Regions from separate parts of the Drosophila melanogaster genome. Here region 2 is linked to region 1. Evidence: chromatin contacts called from public Hi-C data. All regions are on one chromosome and are shown on one strand. The core of a region is the stretch at or near the end of the contact, and the rest is flanking DNA. Distances in the headings are between cores, read along the strand shown.

Region 1 (7,839 bases), core at 1,888-4,387:
ATTACACTAATTCATGTATTTTATTACACTTGCCTGCTCGGCTGGCGGGATTTGGATTCGCAGGCGGGCTTTAAACATTTCGTTGCCGAGGAATAATTTATGCAGTTCACTGTTTAATTGCACAGCTCCGTTTGTGGGTGCGGTGCGGTCATAGTTTCCAAGTTTATACTCGTGCCGAGGACTGACGCTGCTGCCTTGCATCTCTTCCAGTTGAGTAATAAGATTATTAGTTCCACTCCGGGGCACAAACACAAACGCATTATAAATCTAGCCCCAGCACACGCATATGCACACGCACACAGACGCACGCCCGCCACCCACCCGGCCACTTCCCCTTGTTAGAGGACGTCCTTGCTGCAGGACCTCTAAATTAATGCCAATCCACAAGTCTTGCACAACTTAGCCTTCTGTCTAGCAGCTACTCTAAAACTAGTTCAATACCTTATCCAAAAATGTGTCAATTATACTGATACAACTTTTTTTAATGGTTAATATTTCACAAAATCCATTTGGCTACGAAATGAAAGTGACTCCTTAAGTATTATTTATTCCGCTTGATATGGAATCTATACATTGGTATGACAATAATGGCAACTTTAAATAACGAATGGAAAACTCAAAATATACCAATGAAATGGTAGTGCAATTTAAAATATTTTGGCAAATCAAAGCTAAGCTGCTTAACTTTGCAGCTATTTCCATTGACTTAGTGTAGCCAGGCTGCCGATGACTCATTTAAATGTCAATTACACGAACTTAAATCCAGGCCAGGATGTTGCCGAGACTTTCAGTTGATAAATTCAATTAAATAAATCTGTGAAATACAGGAGGACTACTAAGCCAGGAGCTTAGACGGTGGGTTCGGGTGTTCAACTTACGCAACACGCAAATATTTGCTTAAATTAACTGGCATTCAATGAGGGATGTGGCTTATGTTCGCCTAAGGGCTTCCCTGGGGCGGCTTAATGTTTAGCTGTAGAAGATTTGAATAATTATCCTCATACAGCCGCTGCAGTTGCTTCATACGTTCGTGCAACTCCTCCTCCTTTGGATTATCGTTCAAATGTAATTGGGTTAGAAGGCCGATATTTCTGTTTCTTAAAACCACACAGTCGGCCAAGTCTTGTATTTGGTCATTAAAGGCTTCGATGCATTGCTTGTTAGCCTTACAACAGCGTTTTAATTTTATCTTGGCGAGGCTTACGAGCTCGGAGAACTCCTGGAGACGCAGGCGTTGCAGTTGGAGTTCATGGAGGGTCTCTTTTTGAAAATCCAGGAGTCTGACGAAGTCCTGATTCCCATCGCGCTCCGTAACTTTATCCATGTCCTTGGATACGGGGGATTCCGGCATCAGAGATTCTTGGTAATTGTTTAATCTTTCTTTCTCTATTTTTATGTTTTCAAACTTCTGTTGCAGGCTCATTACATCATAGGATGTACCAGATGCCGATGCAAGTTGTTCAATTCTCTGCTTTTCAGAAACAACGGGGAGCGCACACATGCCTTCTCCTTTTCGATGTTCGAGGACATCCAGCAAGAAATTGAGTAATTCCAGCACATGGGCGATGGCTTGTGTGCTGTTCGGCGTTTGAAGCCAGCTTTTGTTCACCTTTTTGGTGTACTGCAGCTGCTGCAGTGCCTCCACCATCTGCTGCACATAGCAATCCCTGCTAAGATGCGAAAATGTTATCCCATTAAAGGGTAGGAGGCGCACTAGTTGTTTCACAAAACCCGAGATAAGCTGACGTAACTGGTAGTCAGTCTTTTTCCGCCATTCCTTGCCAATCTTTTCCAGCTCCCGCCGCAGCCAGTCAGTCCCCAGCTCAGTTTTGAAGTCCAACTTTCGCTTTGAGGTGGTCAGCTTGATTCCTTTGTCGGATTCGTGAAGCCTTTTCGGATCCTTGGGGTACGAAAATCCCATCTGTGGCACTAGAAGCCTGCTCGATGTAAAGCTACTCCTTGGTGGCTTTGTTTTTAGGCGGTCAATAGAAGTTGATGCCAAGCGATTGGTTATAGACTCCTGGCGCTCCCGTTCGAGGATCAATTTTGGACGGATAGGCTGTGGCTCCGAGGATGGTATGCATGTATGGCTGTTAAATAGCAGAAAACATGAGATGATATCGACTAGGTTGTTTTTAGCAGGGAAAGCTGCGTCAAAAGCCATTTTTGTTTTTTAGTAGCATTTTAATATTGACTGGGATATGGAATTGATTGGCTATTCAATAGACAGCATTTTAAAACTTAAATAATGGAAGCGGTATTTTAATGCACAATTCCTTTAGAAATATCCTTAACACACCTCTTTGAAAGTTCTTGGTTTTCCTTTGGATTCCTCTGGGACGGAATTTTCGTGGCAGGAGTTCCTTGATGCTTGGACCTAAGATCCTCCAGAAGTTCCTTAGCACGTCTTGGACGAGGTTCCGAAGCGGGTATAGTTTTGTTGGTACGGCTACTGAGAATAGCAATGAAGTTGATTAGAACTTGGGTCATTGGAATTTCACTTTACCGGAACTCTGGTGTTTTGGGTCCTTCCCAGGTCCGCTGCCTGTTCTGGGAAGCTAACAATGAGTGTTTTGGTGGTACTTTGGAAGCAGAGGAAGATCGATATAGTGATCGCTCCAGGCGCTGTAGCAATTGTTTCGGGCGCTCCAAGCCGTAGTCGGCATCGGTAACGAATATGGAAGGTATCCGCATCTCTGGGTGTTTGGGGCTCTGGCAGTTGCGTGGGGTTAGATATCCTTTTGCGGGGGTGCACCTACTGGACCTTTGTCTCTCCAGCAATTCCTTTGTACGCAAGGGGGAGCAGCACCCTGGAGTTCTAAGCAAGGATGTCGAAATTAGTATGTGAGAAAACATGGACTTGTTGCCAAACCCACCGCATATCTGGCGATTTAGCCATACTACTCATTTTTCAAGCAATTAATGTAAGTGTTTTTAATTTTCCTCAGGATATTTACACTTTTTAAATTTGAGCAATAACAACAAGCCAGTGACAACAAATGCTCAGATGTAAGTGACATGACAGCATCTGGCAACGCTGCCACAGAAGAGGATACAAGTGGCAGCACTCGGCGATCAGCTGTGGCAGCAGGGAAAGGATCGATTAAATTATAAAACCAAACGGTTTTTTAAAACCAAAAGTGAAATCGATTCGTGCTCATTCACCAGGCGGCTGAAAATAAGTGGCACTCGCCAGCAATTACTAGCAGCGCCCACCGCTACCTTTATTAACTTTAAAACTGCATCCATTGGCAAGGCGACCCGGGCGGTGAGAACATAAATCATGGATGAAAGTGAAAATTGGTTGCACCTACCACGAGCACGGGTTCCCAGGTTCCCAGGTGGGCGTCGAAAGGTGCCGCGTCCGCCGACCCACGACCCCGCCCATTTGCGGCGTAATTACGAAACAATACACGCGTCGGAAGAGAAACCAGCAGGAGGCCAGCCAGGAATGAAGAGGCAGAGGAGCCGCCAGGCGTCCGGAACATGGAGCTCGGAGCCATGAGTCAGAGGGCCGCAGTAGCATAGCCCCAATCCCCAGAGCTTCGCGAAGGTGTTATCTGCGGGGCCCCCAAGTAAGCACTTTAAAAAATGTATGGTCACATATGTATACCCCCAAAAGGATGGAACCCCAAATTTAACCAGAAAATAGTTTAAGCACCATTTTGATAGGATCTACCAGCAAAATCCTCTCAGTGCATCGCCACCTGTACGCTGTGTAGTTTTCCTGTTTTGACTGCTGTGTTTTTGCAATTTAACCGCAATAAATAATGGAGCAGCTTGTTAAATTTGAGCGCCCGCCCACCAGGAGGCGCTGCAAAAATGTAGGTTAGACAGCCCAGGATAACGATAGTGATGTTGGTGGTTATGATGGCAATGATGACGGGGATGATGATGGCGATGTTATCAGTGGCCATTTCACTGGCTGACCGAAACGAGACTCGTTTGGTGTGGAAATGCGATTTTTACATATGTGATATAGATTTTAATTGCGGGGCATTAAAATGCAAGTGGCGGCCAAAAATGCGCTTAAAATAATTACATTTATTGCCGCATCGCCGATTTGGCAGCCGACTAAGCGAAAAGCAACCGCAAATGTCGACACAGCAACGCCAAGTATCAAGTATTTCATCCATCGGCCGTGTATCACTAAATAATTTTGCATTTATTTTATATAATACAGTACACATTGCATTAAACTAAATAAAATCTATTTAATATATATATATATATTTAATATGTACTCGTACACAATCAACCCTATATACGCCGCACCTCCTAATCATCCGATTTGTCTTAGTCCGCACTTTTGTGTAGCGTAGTTAATATACGAATCGCCTTTAGTTTTGTTAACAATTATTGCTATTTGAATTCATTATTGGTTTAAGTGTATTCTCGTGTTTGTCGTTTAAAATCCTAACGTATTTTGTTTGTTTGTTTGCGGTGTTTCAAGTTCTCACTTCTCACGATGTCTGCGTCGTTAGTGTGGATATACATATTTAAAATATAGTTTCTATTTAAAGTTCTGTGTATGCTCGATAAACAATTGAACAGCTAAAACAGTTTGCCAGTACACCAAACTCAGCTCGTCAACAATTCGAATTCGGTCGAGTAAACTATTTACAGTGGAGCGTATCAATATAAATTCACCAATTGTGGTTAAAAACATGCAAGCCGGGGCTCGTTGTACAATTGAACTAGAAGCAATCAGAGTGCAATCTTATGGCGAAAACGTAACATTTAGTTGCGATTGCTAGACAGTTTGATGTGATCCAAACGGATGGATGCCCTAAGCAAGCCCAAGTTCAAATTTGAATATATTCTGGGAATGGCGGTGCTTAAGTTCTTAAAGGCTTAGCTGAAGCTAAACGGTAGGTGGTTTTATTTATCGGCGTAAAACAAGGATCCAAAGAAATGTATGACAATTACATTTGAAGATAGATGGTCGTAAGAAATATCAACAGAAGCGAATCAATCAAACTTTGTCTTAAATTTACACAGGAGAGTTATGCAGTGGATAAATTATGCCTAACAAATTATAAATATCTCTAAAATAGGCTCTCAATACATTCATACATAGATTGTTCTCAAGTTTCGTGCACTTTTAACAAATATCTCGTGTGATATCGGTTGCGAACATAGGAATAGACAGACAGAAGTGTGTGTTTCGTGTTTACAGTATACAGTAGTAATACATACGTATGTAATAATAATAATAACAGTAACTATTTAACGCAACGTGGTCGTCAAATGGAAAGGGGGAGGGGACGGTAAAGCAGGCGCTTAACTGGAATTAAACATTAATCAACAAACCGACCACAAATCGACTGCCACTCATTCCTGGCAGAAGCCCTCAGTCTCCTCGATGGCAAAGGTCAGCTTCTCCACCAGCTGATCGTAGCTCTTGTACGGCGGCAGGTCCAATCGATTGAAGCAGGTGTGCGAGCGCGGCAGCCACGTCTCCTTGCCCACCTTCTCGATGCAGAAGCGCTGCGGCCCGTTGGAGCCCATCAGCTCGGCGAATCCTCCGACCGGCACGCGACACGTGCCCGTCACAAACTGCAGCAGGCGAGCTCGCTTCTCGTTATCCGTCTCGCGAACAAACTGTGGAGCCAATTATCCGGATTAGCGAATGGAAAGGGCACAAAGAACACAAAGGAACCCACCTGCCAGAACCAGACAACTTGCTTGGAGTTGCGGTTGTAGTGCCTGTAGATGGTGTTGCGCTGCCAGTCCTCCACGTCCACGTCCTGCATGCCGCACAGAATAAGCTCCAGCTCGCGCTCGTCAAAGTACTTGAGCCATTCCAGGGGCACCACCTCATTGAAGCCTTCCAGGAACGTCTTTGTCTGCTGCTCAATGCCACTGCAATAGGAATCAGTTAATACCGAGTCAAAAATGACACCCATATTGACAACATATTGTCGTTTATCAAGTAAAATGCATACCGTGTCATCCGCCACTCCGTCATGAGGGTGATGTACTCCTCCTTGTTCTCCTCCGTGACGCGCTCCTTTTCCCCGTTCTCCTTCAACTCATGATGGATTATCTGACCGAGCACTTCGAAGTCCACGCTAAACCAGAGCTCCAATCCACACTCATCGATGTTGTTATCTTTTACCCAGATAAGTGAGTTGTAGAACTCCGGATCGATCGTTTCGATGTCCTTGATGGTCAACTTCTTGTTCAGCATGCGCTTGTAAAATGGCATTGTGAATCCACTGTAGATAAACCTTCCATGATACAGGGCCATCGCAATAAAGCGACCGATGAACTTGAAGTACTGCAGGTGATCGGGGTTCACGTACGAGGCGGGATTTATCTGCAGGCTGTAGTTGTTCTTGTTCGCGTACTCAAACAAGCAGTACATGGGATTCAGAACCTCGTGGGAGAGCAAGAAGAACCACTCGCGAGATACACCACCATAATCCAGTCCCTCCTCGCCGCGGAATATGATATAGAGCCGCCTTCGCAGTTCGTAGGCTGGCAGACGCATGATCTGGTGGTATGAATCCTCGAACAGGGTTTGTCGCGTCACCGTGATCTTGATGTGCGATGGCAAAGCGTTGCTCTGGCACAAGTACCGGAACTGCGACAGCTTCCAGCGGAAGCTGCGTTCGTAGGCGCGTGGCACTCCGTACACTCCCTTGGCGCCCTTCGGAGCACCGGGTCGAGGATCTTCGAAGGTGGTTCGTCTCGTGTTGTGATCTACGAAGAAGCGCTCACCGGCGGCTGTATAGCGGATTTCCCAGCCGGGTGGAAGCGGGCCCTCGTTGATCAAGCTCACCTCCTGGCCCTGCGTGCGTGGATCCTCCCACTGGGTGGTTCGGTTCTTGTGGTTAACAAAGTACACTCTGTTGTCCGATTGGATCTGCGTAAGGATTAAGTAAATAAAGGAACGAGTTAAAATAAATACTTTTTCTAATCTAGACAAACGGCTTTACCTTCTTCTCCCAGCCATCTGGTAGTGGACCCAGTGCATCCTCGTCGTCCTGCGTCACCTGGGCTGTCACCGCCGTTGGTTGCTGCTGCTGCTGGGAGTACAGGTATCGCTGGTTGCCTTGAGACACGACGTGGGCCCGCTGACCCTGCCAGTGCTGGAAGTGCATCAGACGCTCACTGTTCGGCCGCTGCCAGGTAGTTTTTCTTGTGTTGTGGTCTACGTAGTAAACTCGACCGCGCCCATCCTTCCTGATCTCCCAGCCCGGGGGCAGCGGTGTCGGTTTCTCCCAGTATGTGGATCGTGTATTGTGATCTACGTAGTATCTGCGACCGTACTGGTCCAGACGGATTTCCCACCCTGCAGGCAGCGGCTCATCATCCGCTGGTTGTGTCTGCAGTTGCGGATCTGTGCTTTGGCTCACGGGCAGTCCAACTCCTGGCTGTTCAATTGGTGGGCCTGCTACTCCAGGTGGTCCTACTGCTGCTCCTCCTCCAGCTGGCAAATAAACAGCAGCTGGTTGTGTATTCTCTGGCAGCGCTCCGTACACTTGGGTTAGAGGACGAGCTAGTGCGGGAGCTGGTGGCTGCTGAGGATACGGAGCTGTCTGCGGCACGGCCGCCCCACTGCCATTGACCATTCTCAGGGGCTGCTGTTGATTCTGGGATTGCTGCTGTTGCTGTTCCCACACCGGGGGCGCCTGCGTAGATCTCCTGTGATCTCCACCTCCATTCGGCAGAGGAGAGCGGGTCTCTCCGCCGTTGCTATTTCCACTGCTCGAGCGTAGTCGCATCCGTGCCCGTACTCCACCGTAAATCATGCAACTTCGTCCGGCGGCCGCATCACTGACCACCGACGGATTGACCGCCTGGACGGGTGGATTGCCATTCTGTTGGCCA
Region 2 (7,839 bases), core at 3,132-5,631, 190 kb before region 1:
TGCACTTTGAATCCCTTGTCATGTGTCGGAAAAAGTTTTTGCCCAGCTTGGAATGAGCTTAACTTAAAGACTGTTTCGCAGAGATTTAAGTGAAAGGGTTTTGCCTTTTGCCTATATCGGAAAATTCAATAACTTCATTGGAATATGGTTTAAATTTAAATAGTTTTGGCAACAACAATTCAACATCCCACCTCCCTTGCTCGTCCACTTTTTCATCACTCTACCGATCAAAGTTTCGGAGCGGAGGGTGAAAAGTTTTCTGGCCAAAACGGAAAAACTGTAAATCCACAACTAACATTTTTAAGCATAACAAAGTACGACGAGATTCCGAGAATAAATCTTGACGCCGCTTTTGGTTTAGTCAGGCGTAGCCCCAAAAAGCGCTTATTATGCGGTTCAAGGGGGCAGCAAATGGGGGAATGGGGGATGTTTTGTCCTGGGGACTTTTAGTTTTTAGCTCTACAACGATGACTGCAACTTTTTCTATTGACTTAATGCAGTTGGCAAGTGCAGTCGGGTCTGAACTTGGACACGGAAACTTTAAAGATTAACTGCAGGAAAGTCAGGTTTTTGGGGGAAGTACTTTCAAATTTAAGGCACAACCAAGTTAGTTTCTACACACAACTCATAGCTTTTACTTGCAGCACAATAAACAAGTTACCGATTTCGAATTTGTTTCTAATTTATAAGACAAAATTGCTAGGATTTGATATAAAGGATCGATGGAAGCGCCGGTGAAGGGCATTATTGGTATTCTGGCCACTGCTGGATCGTTTTTTGCACTAGGAGCTTACTATCAGCACATCGATGTCATGCGAAAGATTCGACGATTGGAGCAACGAAACCCACATGCCTACTTTATCAGAAGGAAACTGTACGCACTGGTAAGGAAATAGATTAAGGATTCAGATAATATATATATTAGCGAACTCTACTCCCTTTAAACATATCTATAGCTGGGAATTTTCGCTGTGCGCCCTGATAACTCAGAATTCGACGTGGATACCGATGACTGCCACAAGCTGGGCGGGATCATGAAGTACGGCTTCCCCAGCACCAATGATATCACCATAAATGAGACCTTTGACTTTGTGACCTCTTTCGATCGAAGAAACTCTGCGATTCTGTGGATGTGCGAGCGGGTAGATCTGTCCAATCGCGTCGTCTACGGGGATTCCACATCCGTGGCTCCAGCTGGAGCATTTGGACAGTCGGAGGCAGCCAGGGTATTTTTCCTGTCCAACATTAGGCCCTTTCTAAACAGAGGGTTCAATCTCACTGTCTGGGATCGACTGCTGCAGTACGTCCATGAGATGAGTCAACGACATGGAACCGTGTATGCCTACACCGGATCAATTTACTTGCCCCGGGAGCTAAAGTCGAACAGTTGGTTCCTGGAGTTCCAGTCGGAGGAGAGAACCATGGTGGCCGTACCCACCCATTTCTTCAAGATCCTGGTCATTGATAAGAAGTTCGCGGGCGATACCATTCCCTATGCGGAGGCCTATGTGATGCCCAACTCTCCGCTGAACAACAATGTCGAACTGAAGACGCTTCTCAGCGATGTCCGGGAAATAGAAAACGCTACTGGTCTACGGTTCTTTGAAGGACTCGACCGCAACTTTGTCAACACCCAAGCATCAAATTCATTTGTCCCCTCAGTAAACGGTCCTTTAACAAATCCGTTAACGTTGCCGATGACTAATGCCTTAGACAGTCACAGTGCCCTCACATCAAGTATTTCTCCAAAATAGAATATAAATACATATATGTTGAAGGAGACAATGATGGCCATGAGAAATCCTTCAGATAAACAATGTTTTATTTGCTTTTGAGGGGTAATTCACAGAGCCCATTTCATGGACCGAAAATGGCAGCTCCTGGGACTGGGTTTCGTCCTGGGAGTGACTGCGCTCTGTGCATCCTTCGTGGGTGGAATGTATTTTCAGCACACAGATGCCAGAAAACGCCTGCGGGAACTAATACAAACGGATCCCTATGCCTACTATCTCAGTCCCAAAATTTATGAAGTGGTAACCAATACTGTAGTAAAAGAATATAAGTAACACTTGCACCAAAATAATTTCCCTAACCAGTTTACTTTCTTTGAGAGCAATAATGAAGACGATCACCGGATGAGGCAGATCATGAAGTTTGGGTTCCCTGGCCTGGATGACTTGCGTCTGTATAGTGACTTCGTACTATCCTACGATCGCCGAAACCGAGTGGCCCACTGGGTGTGCGAGCACCTCCAGGCGGACAGCATACATCCGAATCGAGGCAGACGTGGTCGCAACCCATACCAGCCGGATTTGAGTGTTCCCTCCAACTTCCGATCGGAACTGAGCGACTATCGGAGATCTGGATTCGACCGAGGACACTTGGCAGCCGCAGGAAATCACCATCTGCAACAGAATCACTGCGAGGATACGTTTTTCCTAACGAATATTGCCCCACAAGTGGGCCAGGGCTTCAACCGAAGCGCGTGGAACAACTTGGAACAATATGTTCGAAATCTGGTCCACCGATTTGGATCCGTTTTCGTGTGTACTGGTCCACTATATAAGCCCAATCAAAGACCGGGAGGTAAGTGGGCCGTGGAGTACGAGATGATCGGACTGAATATGGTTGCAGTTCCGACGCACTTCTTCAAGGTGATCATGGTGGAATCAAAACTGCACCTGGGTAAACCCTATATGGAGGGCTATGTCCTGCCCAATGCTCCAATACCAGATGGTCTGCCACTACGATCGTTTCTCTGCGACATCCGGGAGATTGAGCACTACGCAGGTCTCAAGTTCTTCGATGGTTTGAGAAGGAGTGCCCTATTCGGCAGCAATTATCCAAGTGAATCTCGAGTTTTTCGCGAATTCAGTTAGTGGAGGGATCCCAATCGTTAAATATATATTTAACTTAACTGCAAGCAGGCTATCTTCTTCCGACTGACATATCGACAAATTGTTACATTACACACTTCATCAAAGAAACACTACACGAAATTATTGTAAGGCCCACTTATGTCCTTTAGCGAATCAAATGTTCATCAGTGGGCTTTATGTGCCCTTGCGGGAGTAACCGGGTTTGTGTGTGGAGCCTTTGTCCAACAAGAGGCGTCCATAAGGCAGCTGCTCCAGCAGATTCGAAGGGATCCCTATGTCTACCATCATCGTCACAAGTTATATCCGATGGTGAGCGATATGAAAAAGTTAGAAATGTTTGTAAGATTTTAATTCTAATATTTTCCCACAAGTTATCCACCTTTGGGACAGACCATGAGGCCCGTTTGTGGAATCGTCCTACTTCATGGGCCGACAAATTCAGGGAGCTGGTATTATCACCGATCCTCGATTTAGTTAGTGCTACTGTGACGCTGAAATGGGATTCGGCAACCACAACTGATCTGCTCGACCTAGTCAAGTATGGACTGCCCAGCACGGAGAACTTGTACGTCCATAAGGACTACGTGGTTTCGCAGGACCTGCGCACGAACGGCGTCAGATGGATTTGTGAGCATTTCCGTGGGGATTATCAAAGGGTATCGTCGGATGGAGGCGGATATAGCACCATGAATCTTCGCTACAATGATGTGTATGTGCTGAGCTGCGGTTCGATGAGCATATGCAAGGCGTTCAAGCGGAAAATCTGGAACGATCTGGAGAACTACGTGTCCAGCATGGCCAAGGAGTTTGGCTCAGTGTACGCCTACACTGGGCCGATATACACCCCAACATGTTACGAGATTGGCAAATGGACCATGAAGTATGAGGTGTTTGACTGGATTCCGATACCAGTGCCATCCCATTTCTTTAAGGTATTAATCGTGGAGAGTGGAGTTCCGGGATCCCAACCCTTCATGGAAGCATTTATCATCGAAAACAGCCGAAGGGTTGGCGGCAAGTTGAATGACCACCGCGTCAAAGTAGGCGAAATAGAGCGTTACACAGGACTGCGATTTAACAAGATCATGCAACCCGTAGTCCAATTCGGGAAGGACTCATTTACGGTGGACACCAGGGCTTGGGCCGGCAGGTTGGAGGAAATTTCTGAGCCTTTGGTAACATTTCCTCCCGACCAGAAATTAAATTTAATATAAACCCCTGAATGTAAGGAATATTTTGATAAAATTGTGAAAATATACATATTTATTTTAAATGTACTTTGATTATATCTTATTCACTTATTTATTTTAACCCAACGTATTTAATGACGTCACTGCATTCTATTGCACCACCTTACACATAACATAACTCGCAGCTGTTCGCTAACAGCAGCGCTGTTAAGTTCAACACGATTATCGATTCGGCGATGGCAGCCGAAAGAGCACAATCGATTGACATTCGATTTTCCACTGCCGATTACCGATAGCTTACGTGGCAAGGCAAAAAGAGCAAAAAAGATCGAATTAGGGAACTGACGTGGAAGTTCGTTTAGCTCGAAATTATTCTTGTTTTTCAACCAGCGATCGTCCGCCGCGGCCGTCGAGAGTTGAGGCCAACACCGAGTGGCCAAAATCGAGGAGTCAGTGGTCAGGAATCAGGCCGAGCAGCCCCCGAAATTGCTAAATCGCCGTGGCGAACTTTGAGCCAATCCGTGTGTGTTTTCTCTTCGTTTTCCGTGAAAGTTGTTTGTTGGCTTAGCGTCGACCCTCTCCGCTAAAACCCAGGTGATTAATCCGGGCCAGAAATGAATCCGAATATGTACGGGCCACCGCCCACGCAGTTCCAGCAGCAACCCCAGTTTGGGGCTCCTCCTCCGAATTCCGGAGGTTGGCCACCGCAGCAACAACAACTACCGCAGCAGCAGCCGCCGCAGCAACAACTGCCTCCGCAGCAGCAGCAACAACAACCACAGTACGGAGCACCACCACCAACGTCGGCGGCATCCCAGCCTTACCTCAATGGCAACTACCAGCAGCAGGTGAATAGATAGCCTTAACCATGGCAGCTTTGACGAGAATCGGAAGACAATCCGGTTGCACACGTCAAATATATGTGTATTCCCTTCAGCTTCATTCTGGCAATAGCCTATTGAGCTAGTCGATAATAAGAATAGGGTTAGAATCTGAAAAGCATTGCAGAATTACGTTACTCTTTTGAACCAATTGGCCACCTTGATATACAGATATTCAATGGGAAGTATCTCAATGACGCACAGGAATACCTAAACCAAGACAGTATTTTTAAGTTTAGAAATTTCGGCTGCGAGCACTTCATTCAGTAAAAGAGGTCATCCGTGATTTCATAATAGAAGAGTGAAGCTGAGCTTGTAGATAAGAAAAATGAAGTGAAATTAATAAAAAAAAAAAAAAAACATTCTCTCTTGCAGTTGGCCACGTCGATGGGAGGTTTGAGTGTGGGTGGCGGTGTCGGTGGGGCCAATCCCCTGAAGCCACCACTCCCCCAAGGAGCTCCCGCTGCTGCGGCACCACCGCCAACCGGTTTCAATCAGTTTAACTCTAATGCAGCACCTCCTCCGACCAACAACAACAATGCTGCATTCGGTGCTCCACCACCGACGCAAGCTGGAAGTTATGTCAACGGAGCCCTACCGCCCAGCAGTACTCCACAAAGCGTGGCCAGTGGGATTAATCAGATGAGCTTGAACAGCGCCACTTTGGCGGGATTGCCGCACATGCCGCCACCGAAAGCGGCAACGCCGGGAGCAGCACCTGGTCAGCCTCCGATTCCAGCAGCTGGATCTACTTCTCAGCCGCCTCTACCCGGACAACCGCCACTTCCCGGACAGCCACCCTTTTCCGGTCAGATTCCCACATCCCAGCCTGCCCCAAGTCCGTATGGAGTACCGAGCTCACGACCGGGTCAACCCCAGCTACCTCCTGGAGCCACTCCTCCAACTTACACGCAACCCGGATTGCCACCTCAGCAGCAGCAGGGAATCCCGCCATTGCAGCAGCCAGGGATACCACAGCAGCAGCCGGGATTTCCCCCACAGCAGCCTGGACTGCCACCACTATCCCAACCCGGGTTGCCTCCGCAACCAGGAGCGCCTTACGGAGCTCCCCAACAAGGCGGATATTCAGGTGGCTTTCCAGGTCAGGCTCCCGGAGGCTTCCCTGGAGCACCTCCACCGCTTCCAGGTCAGCAAGCAGCTGCTCCGCCGCAATTCGGAGCTCCACAACCTGGTTATCCGGGCCAGCAACCGGGCTATCCCCCACAACCCGGTCAGCAGCCGATGCCAGGATATCCGCCACAACCGGGACAGCAACTAGGAGGACCAGGATATCCACCTCAGCCAGGTGCCGGTTTTCCAGGTCAGCCAGGACGTCCTGGCTTTAATGTAAGTCATGATTATTATTTGTAACAAGGTTTTAACTAATTGCTTTATAACTATTTTAGCAACCTCCCATGCCAGGAGCAGGAAATATGTATCAACAGGCTCCGCAGGCACGACGCCTTGATCCCGATCAAATGCCCAATCCCATCCAGGTGATGATTGAGAACCAGCGATTGTCTGGAGGACCGTTTGTGACCAACCAGCCAGGATTGCTGCCTCCATTGGTGACCACCAAATTCGTGGTTCACGACCAAGGCAACTCTTCACCCCGCTTCCTGCGCTCCTCGCTCTATTGCATCCCCAACACGGGTGATCTTTTGAAGACCACAGCTCTACCCCTGACATTGAACATCTCGCCGCTGGCCAAAGTTGGCGAGGGGGAAATGGAGCCACCGATTGTGAACTTCGGCGAAATGGGACCAATTCGTTGCAACAGGTGTAAGGCGTACATGTCGCCCAACATGCAGTTCGTGGATGCCGGCCGCCGATTCCAGTGCCTGATGTGCAAAGTAACTTCGGAAGGTAAGCGATCTTGGGCGCAATTAATGATGCCTTAATTAAATGTTGAACTATTTTGCAGTTCATCAGAACTACTATCAGCACCTGGATCACACTGGACAGCGTGTGGACAAGCATGAAAGACCTGAGTTACTGCTGGGAACTTACGAGTTTCTGGCCACCAAGGATTACTGTCGGGTAAGTTATACATATATTGGAAATACTACTAATAATATTTCTAGACACCAAAATGTGGTGCTTTTAAAAATAGCTATTTTTGAAAATGGAACAGCTTTTCTGAACATATTCCAATAAATATGTTGAACATATGGCATGTTTGTTAATAGATCATGTATTTCCACAGAATGAAAATTTGTCTCGGTTGTTTTTAATGATAATCATTTTTAGAGTAGATACACACTAAACTGATTTTTAATTATTTCCCTTTGCCGCAGAACAATACTCCCCCGGAGGTTCCCGCCTTTATCTTCATCATCGACGTCTCCTACAACACCGTGAAGTCGGGACTGGTTCATCTGCTCTGCTCCCAGATCAAGAACATACTCAAGCATTTGCCTGTCGACCAGGGTCAAGACAAATCCAAGGTGCGGGTGGGCTTCATCACGTACAACAGCACCGTGCATTTCTACAATATCAAGAGCAGTCTGGCCCAGCCGCAAATGATGGTTGTGGGCGATGTCCAGGAGATGTTCATGCCCCTGCTGGATGGATTCCTGTGCCACCCAGAAGAGTCGGCTGCTGTAATCGATGCTCTGATGGAAGAGATCCCTCGTATGTTTGCCGACACCAAGGAAACCGAAACGATTCTGTACCCTGCCATTCAAGCGGGTTTGGAGGCACTGAAGGCATCGAATGCAGCTGGAAAACTGCTGGTGTTTAACTCAACGCTACCCATCGCGGAGGCGCCTGGCAAGCTAAAGAATCGCGATGATCGGAAGCTTCTGGGAACTGATAAGGAGAAAACCGTACTCACTCCACAAACCACTGCATATAACACACTGGGCCAGGAGTGCGTCCAGCAGGGTT

Evidence for each region. A called contact is a pair of places that touch in the nucleus more often than the background predicts.
Region 2: a Hi-C map of the Kc167 cell line shows a contact between it and region 1, with 3 times the contacts expected there. The contact joins the promoter of Sec24CD here to the promoter of lncRNA:CR45298 in region 1. A contact is called at or near these places in 19 of 107 Hi-C or Micro-C datasets (the D17-c3 cell line, the Kc167 cell line, the OSC cell line and 7 more) and 1 of 6 datasets of contacts at active chromatin or transcription factors (the Kc167 cell line).

Annotation. Positions count from the first base shown.
Region 1 is chr2L:2,040,679-2,048,517 of dm6, reverse strand. It overlaps lncRNA:CR45298 (long non-coding RNA:CR45298), which reads left to right and starts at 3,137. Exons shown (of 1, transcript NR_124025.1): 1 at 3,137-4,001. It overlaps Su(dx) (Suppressor of deltex), which reads right to left. Exons shown (of 7, transcript NM_164448.2): 4 at 6,945-7,839; 5 at 5,949-6,871; 6 at 5,667-5,865; 7 at 4,146-5,604. The coding sequence ends at 5,335. It overlaps Kebab (Kinetochore and EB1 associated basic protein), which reads right to left and starts at 3,024. Exons shown (of 5, transcript NM_164451.2): 1 at 2,877-3,024; 2 at 2,507-2,818; 3 at 2,300-2,449; 4 at 879-2,090; 5 at 464-814. The coding sequence starts at 2,908. The coding sequence ends at 941.
Region 2 is chr2L:2,233,386-2,241,224 of dm6, reverse strand. Sec24CD (Secretory 24CD) reads left to right here and starts at 4,381. Exons shown (of 7, transcript NM_001272988.1): 1 at 4,381-4,917; 2 at 5,326-6,297; 3 at 6,357-6,816; 4 at 6,875-6,990; 5 at 7,248-7,839. The coding sequence starts at 4,684. It overlaps Tengl3 (Testis EndoG-Like 3), which reads left to right and starts at 2,974. Exons shown (of 2, transcript NM_134816.3): 1 at 2,974-3,188; 2 at 3,251-4,149. The coding sequence starts at 3,018. The coding sequence ends at 4,093. Tengl2 (Testis EndoG-Like 2) reads left to right here and starts at 1,841. Exons shown (of 2, transcript NM_164466.2): 1 at 1,841-2,033; 2 at 2,097-2,921. The coding sequence starts at 1,860. The coding sequence ends at 2,879. It overlaps Tengl1 (Testis EndoG-Like 1), which reads left to right and starts at 632. Exons shown (of 2, transcript NM_164467.2): 1 at 632-884; 2 at 957-1,811. The coding sequence starts at 723. The coding sequence ends at 1,754. It also overlaps asRNA:CR44115.